Linked DNA regions of Mus musculus: region 1 is linked to region 2. Evidence: chromatin contacts called from public HiChIP or PLAC-seq data. All regions are on one chromosome and are shown on one strand. Each heading gives the region's core, a stretch centred on a gene start, on an enhancer-like site or on the middle of the called end of the contact. The rest is flanking DNA. Distances are from core to core; before and after follow the strand shown.

Evidence for each region. HiChIP or PLAC-seq counts read pairs in DNA pulled down with a chosen protein or histone mark.
Region 1: a contact with region 2 is called in an H3K27ac HiChIP or PLAC-seq map of embryonic stem cells, with 4 times the contacts expected there. The contact joins two enhancer-like sites. A contact is called at or near these places in 5 of 484 Hi-C or Micro-C datasets (all in embryonic stem cells), 9 of 115 datasets of contacts at active chromatin or transcription factors (embryonic stem cells and epiblast stem cells) and 1 of 9 other capture datasets (embryonic stem cells).

The regions. Positions count from the first base shown.
Region 1 is chr11:13,003,155-13,007,211 of GRCm38.p6, forward strand. No RefSeq gene overlaps it. Among named protein-coding and RNA genes, the nearest start is that of Gm22789, 310 kb to the left of the region's middle. Within about 2 kb of position 2,282, at least 14 of the 459 cell types and tissues checked have an H3K27ac peak or open chromatin away from gene starts, as enhancers often do. A contact at or near this core is called in embryonic stem cells and epiblast stem cells, where this site is marked.
Region 2 is chr11:12,809,499-12,813,698 of GRCm38.p6, forward strand. No RefSeq gene overlaps it. Among named protein-coding and RNA genes, the nearest start is that of Gm22789, 120 kb to the left of the region's middle. Within about 2 kb of position 1,888, at least 54 of the 459 cell types and tissues checked have an H3K27ac peak or open chromatin away from gene starts, as enhancers often do. A contact at or near this core is called in embryonic stem cells and epiblast stem cells, where this site is marked.

The sequences.
Region 1 (4,057 bases), core at 1,032-3,531, 190 kb after region 2:
TATACAGGCTGTGGCTTCTGTCCAAAGTGGCCTTTCTCCACAGCTACTGCTAACCCTACTGCTAATCCTGTAATCCTAACTGAGATAACAGAGCTCTCTCTGAATACTGTGTATTTGTGATTACTCTTTCTTCCTCTGCATCTACAAGTCTCATTTTGGCACACAAGTTCCTCACCAGTTACTACTGCCATGTTCTTTTGCTTCACAGCAAAGCTTCTTCAGGATCTGAAGACATTTCCTACAGCCCTGTTTTTATACTCTGTATCTTCATAGCTCCCTACATTGAAGCATAGATCACCTTAATGCCTGTAAACCTGCTCTTGAAATGGATTTTAATACTGTGCTACAGAATCAGATGTCACTTCTCTGGTTCTCCTGTTCAAACTCAGCTGCACTTTTACAATTGGCCCACATCTTTCTCTGGAAAACCTGTCATCTCAGTACATGGAGCTTCCACATTTCAACATCTTGCAAGCTGACACTGTAAATATGTGCTGTCCAGTCTTTTCTTTCTTCGTTACTCCTCAGAGTTATTTACTTTCTCTCTTTCTTTTTGTTTTTCCTTTTACTTTAATTTATGTAATTTCATCCCAAATACTGTTCCCCTCCTAGTTCCCTCTCAGAGCGTTCCTCCCTCATTTCCCATTCCCTTGCCTCTGAGACAGTACACACTGCATCTCCCCACCCTGATCCAATGAATCACTGCAAGATTAGGTGCATCCTCTCCCACTGAGATGGGGCAAGGCAGCCATCTCTATGCTCTTTGGTTGATAGGTAGCTCAGCCTCTGGGAGTTCCCAGGGAAGTAGGTTAGTTGACATTTGGTTCTCCTGTGTGATTGCCATCACCTTCAGAGCCTTCAATCCTTCCCCTAACTCTTCCATAGGGGTCCCTGACCTCTGTCCAAAGATTGATTGTTTGCATCTGACTCAGTCAGTTACTGTGTAGAGTCTCTCAGAGGACAGCTATGCTAGGCTCCTGTCTGCAATCCCAACATGCTATCACTAATAATATTAGGAATTAGTTCTTGCTCATGGTATGGGTCTCAAGTTGGGTCAGTCACCGGTTGGCTATTCCTTCAGTCTTTGCTCCATCTTTTCCCCTGCATTTTATTTAGACAGGAACAATTTGGGGTCAAAAGTTTTGTATCCCCTTTCCTCCACTGGAGGTCCTGTCTAACTACTGGAGGTAGTCTCTTCAGGTTCCATATCTCCACTGTTGGATATTTCAATTAAGGTCACCCCCATTGACTCCTGGGAGCCTCCCCCATCTCAGGTGTCTGGGATGTCCAGAGATCTGCATCACTGATAGCAACATCTTTCCATTCATTCTCCTAGGCCTCTTTGCCTCTCTCCTAACTCCACTCATAACTGATCCTATTGCACTATTCCCCTCCTCCTCTCCTTTCCCACCCAGTTACCTCTTTCCATCTGCCGCCTCCTATGATCATTTTGTTCCCCCTTCTAAGTGGGATTCAAGCATCCTTACTTTGGCCTTCCTTCTTATTTAGCTTCTTTGGCTCTGTAGGGTGTGTCATGGGTATTCTGTATTTTTGGATAATAACCACTTATCAATGAGTACATATCATGCATGTAATTACTCCATGGCTGATTCCCCCCAGCATATATATTGCCAGGAATGGGATGTTTCTCTTTGTTCTTGAGAAAAGCTAGCTTCTCCAGAAAAATACATTATGCATAATTGTTCAATGCTTTGTTGAATGAAGATAGTTATGTTTCTATTTTTATTTTGAACGTATTTTAAATTAAAATAAAACATTACTTTTCTCCCTTACATTTCTGTCTTCCAACCCTTCTCCCATTCCCCAGTTGTTTTTTTTTTTAATTAATGGTCTCTTTCTTTTATTTTTATTAATACATTTTCTCTCTCTTCTCTCTCTCTCTCTCTCTCTCTCTCACACACACACACACACAGACACACACAGACACACAGACACACACACACACACACACACACACACACACACACATGTTGGAAACCGACCTGCAGCTCACAAGAAACGGGATTTCACCTGGGAGGCAACCCGGAGATGAAAAGAGAGGGGAACTAGGCAGACAAGAGAGAAATGGAGCCAAGACAAACTTCCTGATCAAGGATCAAATGTTTAATGGTGAATGCGCTTATAAAGGAGAGGGGAAGCCCATTCCTGCAAACTCATCCTTGGAGCCCAGCTGCATGTGACCACATGCAGGATAGGGTGTAGTGTCAGGAATAGTTCAGCAGCCTCCCAGCAGGTAGCACTATCTTGAAGAGAAACAGTGACAGTGGCTGAACAATAGAGTGATCTAGAAAGGCAGGCTCCACCCTAGGTAATCTCCTTAGTGGCAGCCAAGTCAAGGTCTTCAGGCTTGGGGGAGGTTACAATTTCTTCCCTGTTATTAATATTTAAAAAAAAGCTGGACTGAGGCATAAAACTTATTTAAACTCTACAGTTCTGCCTGATTTCTTTGGGCCTAGTGAAGAAAACACTCTCAGTGGGATTCCCTAACTTTTCTCATGGTAAACCCACCTATTCGCTAGGCCATTGTGTTTGGGTAAGACTGGTTACTGCCTCAAATAAACACTCTGCAGAATAGCCTGAGCTATTCCAGCTTGGTCCTTTGTAATGCTTAATTAGTTACTGAATAGGTAACTTCCTTACTGAATTCCTACTGAATTCTAAGTTTGTCCACTTCAAGGTCTTTCTAGGATGTTGGAACGCTGGCAAAGGCTTAGCTATGTCAGAATTCAATCTTAAAAGGCACTTATAATAAGATGATACTAAAAGAGAGCACATGGATCCATACACCAGACTAACGAGGGGAAAGGGTATGAGTATGAGAACGCCAAAGTTCCAGGAGGTGAGTTTCCGTGAAACTCTGCCTCGTGAGTGCTCCCAGGCCTCTAGGCCTGCCAAGCAAACTTCACTGGAGTGTGCATGGCACTCTCCCCCTTTCTTATATTTCTGCCAAAGTTCCAGAATGTCCCGCCTTGTCGTAGCTACAGATCTCAGGAGTGCTCTAAAGATGAGTGGAAACATGATTTACTAATAAAATAGTGCCATAATAATAGCAAGTAGGAATATATATTAAACTCAATCTAAGGGATTCAATGCACTTAGGTTATTTTTTTAAATCTCTGGCCAATTCATCAATGTTCCAAGTGTCCAAGTGACTATTGCTAATATCTGAAATTTCTGCCTTTCTAGCCTTAATATATGCTATGTCCTGCCCTATTGTTAAGACTACTACTTCTAAGACATTAACCTTTGTCTCCAATTATTTTCATGGCTCTCTGGTGTATTATTAATAAACCTAGGCCTCTTGGCATGCACCTCTGTCTAGATTGATATGATTCTGAGATCTGGGTGCCCATCTTAGACTGTCCGGCCCTCATAGCAAACCTTATTCCCAAATCAGACCAAAAGCCACAATATGTACTTAAAATGCTTCTTCAGTGAAGATTAATAACTGCCACCTGTGCTGTTGGAGGCAAGGATGCACACCTGCTGCAGTCAGGTTGAAGGGCATTGACTGACCTGCTTGAAAAACAAAGTTGAGACAGTGAAAAGCAACAGTACAAAGGCTTCTTTGGGGAAGTCCAGGGACTCCCTTCAATTGCAAAATAGCAAAGATCAAGATTAGACTTAGAGCTCCCAGTGTGGGAGAGGTGGCTTTGAGAATTGCAGAAAGACTGTAACATTCTGGGAGAGGAGGCTGTGCTCCAAATTAACTTTGCTAGGTAATTAAGATTTTAGCTATCTTTCCTAGGATTCTCTAATACTGGAATTATTACTAGACCAGTCCAAGATTGAGTTAGAATAACTGGTCACAATGAGGGAAGGAGAAAAATCACTATAACTCTTTCTTGTGACTAATATTTCTAAGTCAGATTACACGGTCTATAATGTTCTATGTCCCATAAGGTTTAAAACCTTGAAGCAAGGCAGCTTAGCTTGTCCAAACTGGGAAAATAGCAAACAAGGGTGGGTCAAAAACATATACCCAATTCAGCTTTCTTGTCACTACAGTCAGGGCAATCAGCGAACTCACCTGTTA
Region 2 (4,200 bases), core at 638-3,137:
TGACACAAATGCAAAAGGAAATTGAGAACATTTTAACTTTGTAGTAACTTGGTACTTAACTGGTGTTGAAAAGTAGCAGGTAGGGAAGGCCTAGGACTGGGAGGAATTGATCCTTAAAGTGTAGCTTGGGTTGCAAGGAAACAAAGTAATATCTCTACTGTCTCTCTGAGGTTGTGTGTATAATTGAGGGGCAATCATGACAAGAATTGGCTTGTAAAATTTGAGCACTGTTTTAAAATAGTGGATCTGGAATAGTCAGCAGATTTTATTGAGCCTGATTTGCACATAATCTGGAAGCTAGATATTTTCCCCAGAAATCTTTTAAGAGTGCTCATTGCATCTATTTTCATAGGATAGTAGTGATTGGAGGAAGTGACATAGATTTGGAATACCTCAGAAAAGGAAGTTGAATGTAAGATTCAGCATGAATTAAGCACAGTATAGAATCAGCTAATAGACACCGAGAGTGGATTGTTTCTGAAAAATCACTGAAATAGAACCATGGATTTTTTTCTTTACAGAATAGTTATTATTTTTCATTTGTTCTCTCTAGCTGAGAAAACTACATTTCTACATTCTTTCCACTGGATACTACCAAAATCCACTTAGCAGTTGTAATTGAAATTGATCACTCAGATGGCACAGTATACAAATGCTGCTTTTCTAAAGTGGCTAAGGAAACACTTTGGGGTCATATGTTCTTCCAAAAACTTTCCTTTTGCTTCTTAAGACAAAGACCTGATGCGCCTGAGTGGGCTTGAGACCCAGAAGTGTCCTCCAAAATTGGGTCGAGGGAGGGCCTAGGTTTCACCTGGTTTGTATTCTTGTTCTCTCCGTCTCTGTCTCCATTTTGTGTCAGTCTCTTCTCCTCCACTCTGCATGTGTGTTTGCACACGTGGCCATGCACATGTGGTATCTTCTTCTTTTGTATGTTTTTTTCTGTATGTCTGGCCCTCTTTGGATATTCAGTCTGTCAAGCTGACAACCCCATTGTGATTTATTTGAAGAGCCTCAGGCCACAGGAGAGATCATAGATAGATGTTCCTAGCAACAGCTTTGGCTGACTTAATTAGAAATAACCATAATAACCACTGGGATATGATTGAGGAGAAGGTCCATCTCACCCTTCAGCCATTCCAAGATCATCAAATGTATCAGGGATTCGCTGTCACTTCAGTAAATCTCAGAATGCTGACTCATAGACAAAACCAATGTTGTTGATTTGACTGGACCACAGAAAACTGGCTGCACTGTGTGGGACAGGGGCTGAAGAGGGAATAGAGCACTGTAGTAGGGTCTAGGGAAGTACTGTTAAACTGCCCCTTTTACTTCTGGAGGACTAGGGAAACCACAAACCCTTGTTATGCACGGGGGCTGGGGGTAGCTGCGCTGATGTATGGTGAGCTTCTCTGGGTTTAAGGCAGCTAAGTGGCTTCATCCATCATATAAAGTATTCTGTGCCTATACTTTATAGAAGGCTCAATTGCCGCACTTTCAAGCACTGCAGAAGAATATAAAGCCATAGATAATTTTAATTGTCTTTGTTTACTTGCAGTAAGTCAGGCTATCGAGTATGGTTCCCTAGCCCTTAATCATTTTTAAGCACTTACATAACATGCATGTGAGGACCCTTTCCAGACAGGCTCGAGGTTCCTCGTCTTCTCCCTCAGGCTTCCCCCTTCCCTGTCCTACGCAGTGACTTGTATTTTGCACACACGTTTTTCACTTTTCATGGTAGTTCAGAATCTTAAGAGCAGGAGTTCATTCCTGGCCACTCTCCAGGACACTATACTCCTGGGTTGATGATTCTCACAGAAGACGCAGACATGAAAGCAACAAGGCTTTCTTGGTCACCTGGGTGCCTGTCTTTAGGGAGTTTGGCCTGTAGGTGGCAGTACGGTCTTGTTTTGCTCCCTGCTGGTAACTCCTGCTTTAACTCAAAAAGGGATCCAATAGATTTTCCCTCCCTGAAATCTTTATGGTTTTCCCACCTTCCCAGAGTCAGGGCTGATTCTTATCTCTCAGTATTAGAGCTCTGCCAGACACTACAGGAGTTCTGGGTGTGGGAGAAAGCAGGCACAGCCTGGCAGAGAAGAGAATTGTGAAGTGGAATCTGATGTGGAATGAGAGAGAAGCGCGTGGGTTGGGAAAGTGCTGTTACTTTCCCAGTCTGTGCTTCATCAAGGAGCTGAAACAAAAGCCAGGGTGGAGTTAGTGAACCCGAGCTCACTCTGAGCTGCCTAGCTCTGTTCTAGCTGAGTCAGTAGTGGCCACAGTAGATCCAACTTTAACAATTACATCAAGGATCCCAACAAAGGAACCAGACTGGGAGGAGACAGTCCAGCCACCATGTCAGCCTCCTCCTCTCTTGGGGAGTGTCTCTTTGTTCTGGGATGGGGGTGGAGTTTGGGTAGGTGTTCCAAGCAATTGACAGTTCACATCAAGATCTAGCCACACTGTGTACACAAACTCTGCTCCTGGAAGTACTTCTTTTCTGGGCAATAACTTTCCCATAAGAACTTTGAAAATCAAACATCATCTTGACCTAGTGAGAGCTAAACTTACCTTGACTTTAAAGGCATAGTATTTTTCTTGAAATTGGGCAGGACAAGGAAAAGAACAAAAAAATAACTGAATTGTAACATGAGTAACCTGAAAAAGCTCATGATGTGTGGTTTACTAGAAAGATCCTACTGACCTAGTGGGGGGTCCAGGCATGCAGATGACTCAGGCAACACTTTTCTAACATTTGCATACACACTGTTAGGGTGTGGCCACTACTAGGGAAGGTGTCCTTCCATTTTGCCTTTAGAAAGGTTACCAGAAAGCAAAAAAGAAACAACAGTTGGACAAGAAGAAACCAATTTAAATTCCTTCTTAAGTAAAAGTAAATATTCTAGGAACCTCATGCATACCTATGTTTGCTGAGGACAACCGGGGAGTGGCCATCTCACAGTGGCTGAAAGGCTTTTGTGGTTTTTGTGATCATTGAATTGGCTAGGTTGAGCATATTGGTTATACCCAGCAGCCCTGCTTAGGCATCTTTGAGTCATACTAAGTCCTTGTGGGAGGCTATTACCAAGTGCTAATGCATCTGTCCTGACATCAACTCCCACAGCATGAGCTGACAAATGGCCACATCACCATCTCTTTCCCTCCGTCTCACTAAAGGCTGCTAAGAAGCATGAGACTCGCAGAATGTTGCTTGTTATTTTCTTTGTCTATCTTGGTAGCTAACCATTTATTTTCTTTTCTTAGACCCTTTGGATGTTTCAGAGTGCACACCTCTCTGATGTCCAGAGATATTGTAAGCCACTGATTTTTGCATTGGCACAGTTAGGCTCTGAGTCTGTTAGCTACAGTTGCTAGGCTGAGTCCAGCTTCATGTCACAAAGAACTCTGTGAAAGCTTAAGTAAACACCATTAAGTCCCAAATGGATGATGACAATGAAATAGGCTTTAAGTTGGTAATAATGGGGTGATATATTTATTGTGCTGTATGAGAACTAGGACAAAGAACTGGACACATGTGATGGGTCATGGGCAATTGGTATTATGCAAACACTGCATGGAATAGGAAATGGGCTTTGCCTTCTTCTTAGAGGCATGATGACAGGGCGGTAGAATTTGATGCCGTCTTGTAGAGGCAGGACAGTAGCCTGTGGTATAGTGATCTTGAGTTCTGCTTCTTCCACTTTTCTTCATCCGCTCTTGTGTTTGGAGTACAGAATACCCATGGAAATCAGAGGAAAGTTCTGGGGACCAGAGGCAATGTTGGGGATTTCTAAGCTTGCCAGTGGAGATTCACAGGCCTGTTTTATCTTCCTCAGTGTGGGATGTGTGGAGCTATTTTAAAAACGCATTATGTATTGATAATTTAAAAAGTATTTCAGTTGGGTATAGAAAGAAAGCTTTGTTCTCATTGATAGCCAACTAGGCCATACTCTGCTACCTATGCAGCTAGAGACACCAGTCCCACCATGTGTTTTCTTTGATTAGTGGTTTAGTCCCAGGGAGTTCTGCAGATACTGGTTAATTCATATTGTTGTTCCTCCTATAGGGCTGCAGACTCCATTACATTCTTGGGTACTTTCTCTAGCTCATTTATTAGTGAACCTGTGCTCTGTCTAATGGATGACTGTGAGTATCTACTTGGTCTTGCAAAGATTCTATGCCCCAGTATAGGGGAATGTCAGGGTC